Regions from separate parts of the Zea mays genome. Here regions 1 and 2 are each linked to region 3. Evidence: chromatin contacts called from public Hi-C data. All regions are on one chromosome and are shown on one strand. Each heading gives the region's core, a stretch centred on a gene start, on an enhancer-like site or on the middle of the called end of the contact. The rest is flanking DNA. Distances are from core to core; before and after follow the strand shown.

Evidence for each region. Hi-C and Micro-C count contacts between places; a contact is called where the count stands out from the background.
Region 1: a contact with region 3 is called in a Hi-C map of tassel, with 4 times the contacts expected there. The contact joins the enhancer-like site here to the promoter of LOC100276302 in region 3. A contact is called at or near these places in 2 of 25 Hi-C or Micro-C datasets (ear and tassel).
Region 2: a contact with region 3 is called in a Hi-C map of ear, with 4 times the contacts expected there. The contact joins the promoter of LOC100502334 here to the promoter of LOC100276302 in region 3. A contact is called at or near these places in 3 of 25 Hi-C or Micro-C datasets (ear and leaf).

What each region holds. Positions count from the first base shown.
Region 1 is chr5:98,756,893-98,760,588 of Zm-B73-REFERENCE-NAM-5.0, forward strand. The region is part of intron 2 of LOC103628355 (zealexin A1 synthase); the gene reads right to left. Among protein-coding and RNA genes, the nearest start is that of LOC103628355, 5.1 kb to the right of the region's middle. Within about 2 kb of position 1,304, at least 17 of the 20 cell types and tissues checked have an H3K27ac peak or open chromatin away from gene starts, as enhancers often do. A contact at or near this core is called in ear and tassel, where this site is marked.
Region 2 is chr5:99,951,911-99,955,851 of Zm-B73-REFERENCE-NAM-5.0, forward strand. It overlaps LOC100502334 (Cyclase family protein), which reads left to right and starts at 2,414. Exons shown (of 6, transcript NM_001196812.1): 1 at 2,414-2,931; 2 at 3,015-3,059; 3 at 3,159-3,231; 4 at 3,334-3,431; 5 at 3,685-3,755. The coding sequence starts at 2,517.
Region 3 is chr5:99,422,636-99,426,306 of Zm-B73-REFERENCE-NAM-5.0, forward strand. LOC100276302 reads left to right here and starts at 1,911. Exons shown (of 5, transcript NM_001150125.3): 1 at 1,911-2,079; 2 at 2,221-2,273; 3 at 2,817-3,005; 4 at 3,101-3,181; 5 at 3,253-3,669. The coding sequence starts at 2,026. The coding sequence ends at 3,418. It overlaps LOC100275501, which reads right to left and starts at 1,716. Exons shown (of 2, transcript NR_175981.1): 1 at 421-1,716; 2 at 1-318.

The sequences.
Region 1 (3,696 bases), core at 54-2,553, 670 kb before region 3:
AGCGGCTGCGCCGCCGTGCAGTTGCCACACGCAGTGGCCAAATGCGTGGCTAGTCGGTGTCGTCTTCGCTCCGGCCTCAAGCTAACACCTGACCTGATGACGCATGGACCTAAATGCGTACACGTATCCAAATTCAAGTGCTGGCCGGCCAGCCGGCCAGCCTACCGGATAAACTCTGCGAAGCCTTGGTTAGCTACAGACGTGCGAGAACGCCGCAACCGATGACGTGCACCACGCCACAGCACGCGGTCCATGCGCGGCCGGCTGGGGTGAGGAGGAATCCCGGCGACGGCGACGGCGACGGCGCCGTTCCGCGAAACCCAGGCCACGCTTTAATCTGATTTGACGCCATTTGGCAGCTACAATACCGGGTGAACAGCGACACAAATCACAAATGGCGACACTCCACGCTTCACGAAAAATCAGAATTGACCAAATATATATCTATATTTATACCCTATATAAATCAGTTAAAACATCAATACATACAACAAATTACCCCTCAGCCAAATCTCAACATTAAAATCAACGCTCTAGATCGCTTCATCTACCTTCTCTCTTAATCAATCGAAATCCGACGGTCGGTATTTTTTTATCATCTCTCAGGTGCTGCGCCAGTCCCCGTGATTACCCTTGCACGCCTCCACTGAACAATCAATGCCGCAACCGCCCTTGTGTAACAGGAACACCCAGAATCCCGGTTTTAAAATTAGTATTTTTTTTTCTAAAAAGAACCAAAGTAGAATGTCCCTAACGAAGAATTATACTTTGGAATTCACCCTTTCTAAAACAAATAAGAATACCAAAACAATGTTATAAAAAAAATAAGAAAATAGAAACAATGTCAATTTATTAGATTAGATTATCCCCTTAAAGAACTATAGAGAACATTCTTTTATGAATTAAAGTAATCCTTGATAAAGATTTTATATTAGCTTCTCCTAAATTAGATAAGTAATTAATATTCAGTTTGGATGTACTTTTATATACATCTAATGATAATAAGTTTCTAGAATGAATAAAGGTGTGTATTCATAATTGAAGCATTTGCCTAAATAAATAATTAATATATAAAATAAACATGACTTGCATCCCATGTTGGTTCTCTGTGCAATTCAAAATAGAAACTTGAAAAAGGAAACTAAAATCTGAAAAAGAAAAGAAAAGAGAAAAGAATAAAACCCGTTCTAGGCTAAATCCCACCCGGCCCAGTAGACCTCACCCCCACACTTGTACACACCAGCCCATGTTCTCCCTCAACTTTTCTTTTCCCCAATATGTTGTGTTTCACTGAGCAGCAGGGCCCACACCACAGTCACCCGCCCAGCCCACTCACGTGCTGCCCATCTACCTAACCCAGGCACCGCCAGGTGGGGTCGCTCGTCCAACCTCCCCTCCCCCAGATTCCACGCACAGAGGAAGCGTTTTTGGGCGCTGGCAGATGGGGCCACCTCATTGGGTTGATGTTGTCCAAGTGCACGTAGAGGATCGCCACGAACACAACAGAGAAACCGGAGTTCGATCGGTGGATAGCCCTCATTTATCAAACTGGACTTGAAATCCCCTCGAGCTTGAGACTCTATGATTGATTAGGCCTTGATAATATAGTTGACGTTCATGTACTCATCATTCTTCCCTTCTTGGTTTTGAGTCGTCCTTGACTCAAAGTCGTTGGTGCCTGCAAAATGTGTTAATGTAGTGCTTGATATCGTCCAACCTTGCTCCCCTTCTCGAAGTTAACCCTGTTGTTGTAAAACATACAAAGAACGACAAGTGGAACTAAACGTGATATGGTTAGCTTTAACATAGCCCTCTAATTGGTCATATTGTTTCATGACAAAAGGAAATTTCATATTTGAACAAATATATACTCGATGTACCATATATTTTCGTTTCTAATTATATCTTCCAATAACATGATATGTATGTTTAGATAACCATGGCAAATCAGCACTAAAAGAAAGTTTCTCCTATAAATTATTTAGATTACATAGAACATCAAATTCAATATAGCCCAAAGTATTTAAAGAAGATAACAACTTCAGCTCATCATGCACACTAGTTGTAGGATTGAATGTTCTAATTTTGGCACAATTAATAGGATCAGAAGCAACAACATCAAGTTTGTTCTCTAGTTGTGGCATAGAAATAATAGTATTATCATTACACAATTATTCTTTATCACAAGGAACAACAAGACAATCCTCTTGTAACCAAGGCAACTCAGATTTATCTAAAGGCATGACATCATTAGAATTACTCAAATTATTTTTAGTATCATCCATATAAATAAATTGTTCCCTCATAAGTGCTTTCACGTTTGTCCAAGTTTGTGGTTTCTCATAGTCATGCAAATTATTCCACCAAACTAACACATCATTCTAAATGACCGGCTTCGGGGTAACACAATCATAACGGACAACGATACACAGTTCATCGGGAAAAGGTTCCTAAAGTTCTGTGACAAATACCACATCCGTATAGATTGAGCAAGTTAACAGAATGATCTTGCAAGGCCTCAGTACTGGGTCTTCACCCACATTAAACAACTCAGCCAACAATGGTCGCAGGCACTGACCGCAATCCTTTGGAGCTTGAGGACGACCCTAAACCGCTCAACTGGTTACACGTTTATGCAAACACAAGGTTGACTTATTCCTTGTGGTTTGTCAATGGTTAGCACTCTAGGGTAGTCAGTGGACAGACTAGAGTGTGAGATTATACTTGTGCAACCATGTCAGTCGGCTTGTGGTGTGCAGGTGTGGAGCATAGTGACGGTGGTCGACGGCTGAGGTGAAGGTCATGCAGGCTCGTGCTGATGGACCGGGAGCGGTGAAGGGTGGTGAAGGGGGAGTGTTGGGTCTTGACTCACAGACTAGAGCAGTCGGGTGACTAGTCATGGTTGCTGACACCTGGGACACACACTCACGTGAGGACGTAGTGGTGTGGATCGTGTTGCAGGTGCAGTCGAGGACTGGTGGTACACATGTCTGGTCATGGAGGACACGCATGCGGTGCGGTACTCACGACAGGTTTGGTGGTTTGGGCCTTAAAACCACCCAGTGCTACGAATAGCGGGTTTTGCTGAGTTTGGGCCTCAAAACTCAGCGGCGGCGGTTTCGGAGGGAACCGGTGGCGACACATGGCATCACAACGAAGGGTGTGTTAAGGCGAAGCAACTTTGTGTGGAGCATGTGGCCGTCAGATAAAAAACCTAGGAGTTAGACCAGTTCGCCCCTGGTGAAGTGGATAAGCTCTATCTAAATAGGTCTAGTTTAGGAAGTGTAAATAACCCTCTGCAACTGTGATTTGCTCAGCTTCAGTAGTCAAAGTATCTTTGGCAACATACTTTTCTGGCACAACAAGACCTGATTGCCTCATCACCTCTTATATTGGTGCCGTCTCAATTACTTCGGCCTCGTCTATCTCACGAGACACTCTAGCAGTTGATCACACTCTGGCCATTTCAATGTTTTCACTTTTTGACGAAGCTAATCTCAAGTGATGAAGCGTTCGCTCGAAAGCGCAATGCAGAAAGCTTCAGCTATGGTTAAGTTTTTTAATAGCACGACAGTGCAATGGTAATGAATGTTGTGGTAACTCCTCACCAACCCGTCTGTTTATATAGTGCTACAGGGGGGAAGGTGAACCGCCAGGCCGCTCGCACTCGTTGAACGGTGGACCGTCCGGCGCCTG
Region 2 (3,941 bases), core at 1,164-3,663, 530 kb after region 3:
TAAGGAACATTACTGAAAACTGCAAGAAAGTTAGATACGTGATATAAAATAAAATATTAAGAAAGAAACCTTATAGACAACAAGTTCTCTTTCACATAAAGATAACGCTGGAAGATGGGGGAAGTTGATTTGTGAGCAGCCTTCTTTTTGCCGCCTTTATATGCTCTAACAACAAATTCTTCAGTTCTTTGTCTGCAGCATTTTGTAATATAATTGTATTAACTGCTGAAATATCAAAGATGATAATATGAGTAAAATAGGAAGAACGGATGAATCACAACAGGAAGAGAAACATGAACAACCCTCAGAAGGGGATTCCTTACCCAAGTACCTCTGGATCTCGCCCTGGTAGATCAGGTAGTAGTCCTTCCCTTCCCTAATGATCCTGACACCCTTGGGAAGGACGCGGCGCGGTCACACACACACACTCACAGGCCAAACAAAAACAAAGGAGGCGGCTAGCAGTAACACCAGCTGCTGATGGCAATCGGAAGCAGTGGAGCTGGAGCAGATGGGCGAGTGGCGGCTTACAGTCCGTATCGGTCGCACCGGTCCTGCATGGCGAAGACGTCCTTCCAAGACTTGGATCCCTCCGGCGTGTAGAACGCTGCGGCGTCCGCTCCCCACCTGTCGTTGAACAGCTTGCGCCACAGTTCATCATCCGAGGTCAACACCCTCCATTTCCTGCAAACTGATGAGCCAGGAACAGCACCGTCGCAGTTAATTGGTATGCGTAACTGCCCAAAACAAGAGATCGCTACGCACGCTATCTGCATGTCGTACCAACTACTCCTCTGTATCAAGCTCTCTGGCCTGGAACGTTTTCATGCTCCAGCATGTACAGACTACAGAAACACAGGGTATACGACCAATCCGATTTGGCAATCTAAGACTTGGAAGAAGTCTACAGAGATACACAACCAAAATCTGAACTGCCAACGGAAACCAAACCCTAGGATCTCTTTTGGGGGCCGGATCAAAATGGACAGTAAGAATTCGGACCACAGGAAGTTCATAGTAATTACTACAGAGAAACTGAAATTCCGTTCTTGAAAAAGGAAAAAAGAGGCAGAGCGATTGCAATTGCAATCACCGGCGCTTCCAATTCCGTATTGGGATGCCACAATTTTAGGGAGCGCGTCAGACCTTGGGGAGAAGAGGCGAGGGACTGGTGATCCAGGAGGTGGAAGATCTTGAGGCACAACTCTCTGGGCAACCCATCCATGTCTCCTCGAGGCTTTCCCAGTTCTCCGGCCCGAAGTCTCGCACTCACCGAGAAGCTCTGGCTGAAGACTCGAAACGACGAAAGACTGCTCGGCGTTTCAGATCCGGAGCTGGAGGTGAAGAGTGAGACGAGCACGAGGGGTGGACGACGAGTGGAGAGGAGAGGAGAGGAAAGGGAAGGAGGGAAGGGGAACATGCGGGAAGGAGAAGCTAAGATCGTTGGCCCCGCCGGTAGTTAGATGCAGCCAATTCGGATTTGACGCCCCGTGGGGGAGCGGGCGAGCGGCGAGGGCCCGACTGTGCCTCGCCCGCGGAGGATGCCACGCGAGGTGTGGTGGCGGTGGAGGGAGAGTGCCGACCAGATCTACAGCGGGGCACGAGGAGCAGAGGGGAACCTAGAGAGGTGGAGGCATCGTCAGGAGACGCTTGTTGTCGTTCGCCCCGTCCCGCGCAGACGCCGCCGCCGTGGACCAGAACCTGGAGGTGTCGTCGAGAGGGAACCGCCATGTCACCCATGGGAGCGCCTTCGAGTCAGTCTGGTCACTATTTATCTTCATTGTTGCGCCCTCAAGCGGTAGAGGTGGAGGTCGTGGACTGGGATCGTGCTGCACGCCGAAGGGAGAGCAAGGCGGTCCGCGGTTGCGCCGAGATGCCCGAGCTTGACGAGGAACAGGAGAGCACGGGGTGAGACCAGGAGAGCAGGACCGCTGGGCTAGGAAGGAGGTGGTACAAGAGGATTTGGTATGGGCCGCAACAAGCAGATGGGCCTTCGAGGACGCATACACTTTGTATTTGCAAGCTAAACTTAGTACCACATCGACCACTGAATTGTGCAGACACATGATTATAAGTTTTCGAGCCTGACCATTGCTGTCACCCCAAATAGCAGGCTTTTTTGGTCAAATGCGCGGTGCACGAAGACAAACGACAGAGTTGTGGGCAGAACGGAGATGAGAATGGGAATGGGAATGGAGAACAGGCCAGTGGTGTGGGGACCCCACATGTCAGACGTTGTACGGCTAGGGTGAGAACGTGAATAGCAGAAAACCAAGATGGAATGAGAATGACAGAACAAGGAATGGGGCCGCCTATCCCGCCTATCCCTTAGAGTAGGTAGTATAGATTCCTGTCTGATCGCTTCAAAACTCGCGGTGGAATAATATGCCAACCATCTCTCTCCGGTCCGGTCCGGAGCGGTTGAAGCGAAGCGAGAGTCAACTACCGCCGCCCTCTCTCTAGTCCAGATTTCCAGCGGTCCAGACCGAGAGCTCGGCTCCCTACACGACATCATCATGGACGCCGCCCCGCTCCTCGCTCTCCTCCTCGCGGCCGTGTCCCTCTCCGCGGCGGCGGCGGGCGACGGCGCGCACCCGGGCTACTCCGACGAGGGCACCTGCACGGTGGACGCCGCCGGAGCGGGCGTGGGCTCGGGCCCGGAGCTGCGGCGCCTGGAGGAGCGCCGGCCCGGGCGCATCATCGACATCACGCACGCGTACGTGCCGGACCTTCTGGCGTTCGCGCCGGGGGCTGTCACGGGGCCCTTGGTCCACCTCAAGGAGTCCATGGCGAACGGGTCCGAGTACAACCTGTCGGAGCTGCGGTTGGAGTGCCACATGGGCACCCACGTCGACGCGCCAGGCCACATGAACCAAGGCCACTTCGCCGCCGGCCTCGACGTGGACACGCTCGACCTCGACGTCCTCAACGGTGAACTACATCATCTCAATAATCCCCGCTCTTTGGCGTCAATGCTTTGACTGACGATGATTGACTTCGTCTTCACGGCACAGGACCTGCGTTGCTGGTTGATGTTCCGAGGGACACAAATATAACAGGTAGAATACAACACTTCAAATTTTTTTCATTTAGTGAAAACTAGATACTTAAACCAAATTATCTGTTGAACGGCCTCATTCCCAAATAACTCTATGCAGCTGAAGCGATGGAATTCCTGAATATCCCTAGAGGAGTTCGCCGAGTTCTATTCAGGACGCTGAACACTGACAGGTGTGGCTTACGGCTTTATGAGTATACACACCATTCAAATAGCACTAGACAACCATTTTACGGACTGCACTGGACGTGTTAAGCAAAACAAATGTCTTTTAGGAAGTTGATGTGGAGGAAGGGAGGTGACATGAGCTATGTTGGGTTTACAGAGGATGGCGCACAGTGGCTAGTTGACAACACTGACATAAAGCTAGTCGGTAAGAAACTATGTCCCTGACTGCATACAGATCGAGACAAACCTGGTTTTTCTTCTTCCTTTCTTTTTTATCCCTGACAAAGCTTTGTTTTCCTTACAATGCTGGTCGCCATCTATCCATCACATTTCGTCTTCATGAACCTGACACGCACTTGCCAAGAATCCATAAAACAAACTCCCTTTGAATTTCTTCTGTCATATTTGTTGGTGGGTCAGTTGGAACTTATAATGTACTCGTACTGCGAATTATGCAGGAATCGACAGTCTATCGGTTGCAGCATTTGAGCACTTGATCTCTGCCCATGTGGTCTTCTTCAAGACCCCGGTAAGATCCATATAGTTTTGCTGGCCAGAACATTTCAGGCATAACCCAGATAAATTCGGCTGCATTTAGCACACCTGTAATCTCATTCTGTTATTCTCTTGTTCTACCGCAGAAGATTCCGATGCCAGTTGCTACTGGCTACATAACTCAAGAAAAAGAAAACATGTTTGCTTCTAAATCATCGAT
Region 3 (3,671 bases), core at 661-3,160:
GTCAAGAAAAGCAGCGTAGCCCATCGAAGTACCATTGTGCTTAGCAGGACTAAAATTCCATTTCCAGGATCACTCAAGTAAACCAATTGTCGACTGAAGAATTTGGAATAAAAAAACCCGTTCCTGGTGTTCGAGAGCTCATAGATTGTGGTACAAAAAACATGGTGGGAAGTAGACCACCAACGTAATAATCTTCCTGAAGCACAGGAATAAAGTTGGGCTAAAACTTGAGATAATCCTTGCAAGTTAATAAATAAACTTGTAACGATGCCATCACATGAGAAGCTCTTTCTCAGAAGGGAGGCAGCAAGATAGAACCTAGTGAAAGAAATATACCATACCACTAATCAAACATTTAATAACACCTAAGCCAGTAGCCAGCAGCAAAATGCTAGAAAATTAGATTTCAAAACGACTGACCATGGTGATGAAAAACAAGGCTTGCAGCAGGTTCCTGATTGTACTTTCCAGAACAATTGTCAGCTTTCTTTATTTTCGCCTGTCATCTTATATAGCCGTTCCCATTGGTGTTCTCCAGCACAGCTAGAAGCAAAAGCAGCAGCAAGGCCTGGAAAATCCTCCTCGTAAGGATGCACGTATCGGCGCCGAAATTTCTCATCGCCTATAGCGGCGACAGAAAGGAAACTAGCCTCGTCATTGAACAACCCCTTTGCCCTGAGAAAATTGATCAAGCAATTCCGTGGCAACAACCGACGGTCAATACTATAATTTATCAGCGCTGGCCTTCGTGCGATGTATGGTACCTCCAATCCGACAACCCTGATCAAGAATTCCATGTTTCTTCGAACCCTCTCCTCGGTGAAACCCAATATAGTCGGGTCTCTCTTCACCGCTGATACTATATGGTCCTTTGACCATCCAAGCTTCTCAAACAGCTGAATGCTCTTGGTTATCTTCCCGCTGCCAAGGATTGCAAATGTATAAAGCCCACGGAAGAAAGGTTGAGAGCCCGGCTGGATTCTGAACTCATGAAGGCGAGCCAAAGCTTCCTGCAGGCTCTTAGGGTCCCTGGTGAGCACACGGGACATGAAGCTGTTGGAGATATCAGAAACATTTATACCACACTCTTGAAGGAGCTCCAAGTTGGGCTTGCAGACCTCCTCAATCCTTGTGCTGAGGAGAGCGGCGTTAATTCTGAGCGCCCGAATGAGCTCGTCGAGAGAGCCAAAGACCGAGATCCAAAACTCAAGATTGAGGCGAAGCGAGCTATGGCGGAAGTGGTTCATGCCAACGATGAGAAGGCGGACGATCTCCGGACGTGAAAACCCGAGGTCGGTGAGCTCGGCGACGCGAGCGGTGAGGGATCTCTCCACGTCGGAGCAGAGGACTTTGGGGTCCCTGGTCACGACGTCGGTGATCTCGGCGCTGGACAGGCCGAGGTTGGAGAGGAAGGCGACGACCGCGTCGGCTTTCGAGGGATCCTTCAGATGGGAGACATGCTTCGACGCCTTGAGGGCCTGTGCTTGGGTGAGGCCGCATGTGGCGACGAGGTAGTCCTCGACGGCGAATGGTTTTGTAGCGACGCATTTGGTGGCGGAGAGGAGGCGGTGGGGATAGAAGAGCGGGAAGAAGTGGGGGCAAGGGACGTATGGTGATCCAGGTGCCCGGAGGAGAAGGGAGATCATGCGCTTCCGGAGGTTGTTCATGGCGCCTCGGCTGCGGCTGCGCCGGCGTGAGGGTTACCAGTGTTCCGGCGGGTGGAAAAAGTTGGGTTATCCAGCTAGGTCTCCAGTCTCCTCTCTTCCACTGCGTGTCAAAGGCCGAAGGTTGTTCAGTCGAGCCGCATACAGAATAGGCCCAACAGGCCCAAATCCGCGTGTGTTGAGCCGACAAAATTAGCAAAGCCCAACATATACCCAGCTAGGCTTCGGCCCCCTCTCTGCCTCTGTGTGTCCGCAAACGATTAAAACCCTCCCGGTGGCGGCGGCTGGTACAGCCAGCGGAAGGTCCCGGCGCTCTCATCCGGTGAAAATAAAGAGGGGAAACGGACAGGAGCCGCCTCAAATGGACAGCGGAAGCGATTCCGACGGCGCTCCCGAGGAGCTCACTGCTGTGCAGGTGCGTTAGTCCTCTCCCCTCTAGGACCCGACGCTACGCGAGAGTAGATCACGATGGTCATCCTGTTTCTTCTTCATGCCTCATACTCCGTGCTGAGATATGTAGAAAATACTGAGTGATTTGCCTTGTTATTGTCTTTAGGGTGTTGCGAAGCACGAAGAGACCAGTAAAGTCGAGAAAGACAGTGTTCTCAGGTGTGTTTCTTATGCTTACTTTACAGTTGATTACTGGATGGACATTCTGCCGCAAAAATGTGCTACTTTGATCTGTTCTTTTTTCTGTTTGTCTTCGTTCACTATGCTAGATTCCTTATTCCCTGCTGTAACTCACTTATTCGCTCTCTTTGTTGTAGTAGATGCAAGTGCCGTTACAAATTTTCTTTTGGACCATAACCAAATGACTCTGAGATGCTCAATAATCAGTAAAAACTATCTCCTTGTACATGTTTGTTTGTAATGTTTGTGCCCAAAATGTAGGTCTTTTAACTTCTACACTTTCTTTGTTTTAGATGTTTATATAGTTTTGTGTATGACTCGTGGTGTGGTTCTGTGGCCATCCAGTCCAATGGTATATCTGTTATGGATTTGTGGGTTTAACTCTTTTTTTTGTGTAACTCATGGATTACCAATTTGAATCTTGCTTTCTTGAGGCCATCAGTGTGCTATAACTTGTTTGTTATCTGATTTTTGTATCGCACAGATAATAATGCCATATGGCCATGTGGGATGTCTTTGCAGAGTAACACGGGAAGGAAAGGAACGGAGGAAACGTTGGGCCCAACGAAGAACATCCTCTAAACCAGATAAGAAGGCGCCAAAGGAAGTAGAAGATGAAGATACTAAAAAAAGTGAGGAGCATGAGGAGACAAATACTATGCCTGGCATGCTCCCCACTAGTGTAATTGAAATTCTAGCAGCTCGTGAGAAGTATGAGCACGTCTCTTGCTCTACCAAGTTTTGTTAAAATCTTTGTTTTTAGCTTGGACTTCATGGGTTATTTGGTCTTCATCTCACATTATCAGGCAAACCTTCGCATCAGATTCCGAGGAAGAAAATGTAAAGCAGAAGGTCCAGAGGAGAAAGAAGAGAATGAAAACTGATGGGTATGTTTAATGTTCCTGTCATCAAATATAAAGTCCTGAAATTATACTTATGCCAGTTGTTGGTCGGTCAGGCCTGAAACTATTCTGCTGAAAGATGTCCGTTCAACGCAACACGTGAAGAATGCCCTTGATTTCTTGGAGCATAGGAAAAATCGTGTCCCAAGGTCAAATGCAGTTTTGAAGAATGCCAGTAAGGCTTTGCGTCTCCTGTCTTCGAAAGGTAATTTTCTAAGTTAAGCGTGTGGTAGAATAGCACATTTTCTGAATCTGTGCTTAGACCATCCTCTCGACATCAGACATGGTCAAGAGACTTAGGACCAATGTGTTGGAATGGAATCTACCTGGCATGTGAAATGTAATGCAGCATATCCTTTTGTGTGAATGTGATGATTAGCACACATGTTCCTTGTAAGAAATCCAAGGTTTGTAATCATTGAATATATTTGAGTTTGAGTTATCTATTTATATGTTTGAGTTTTGGTTAACTATT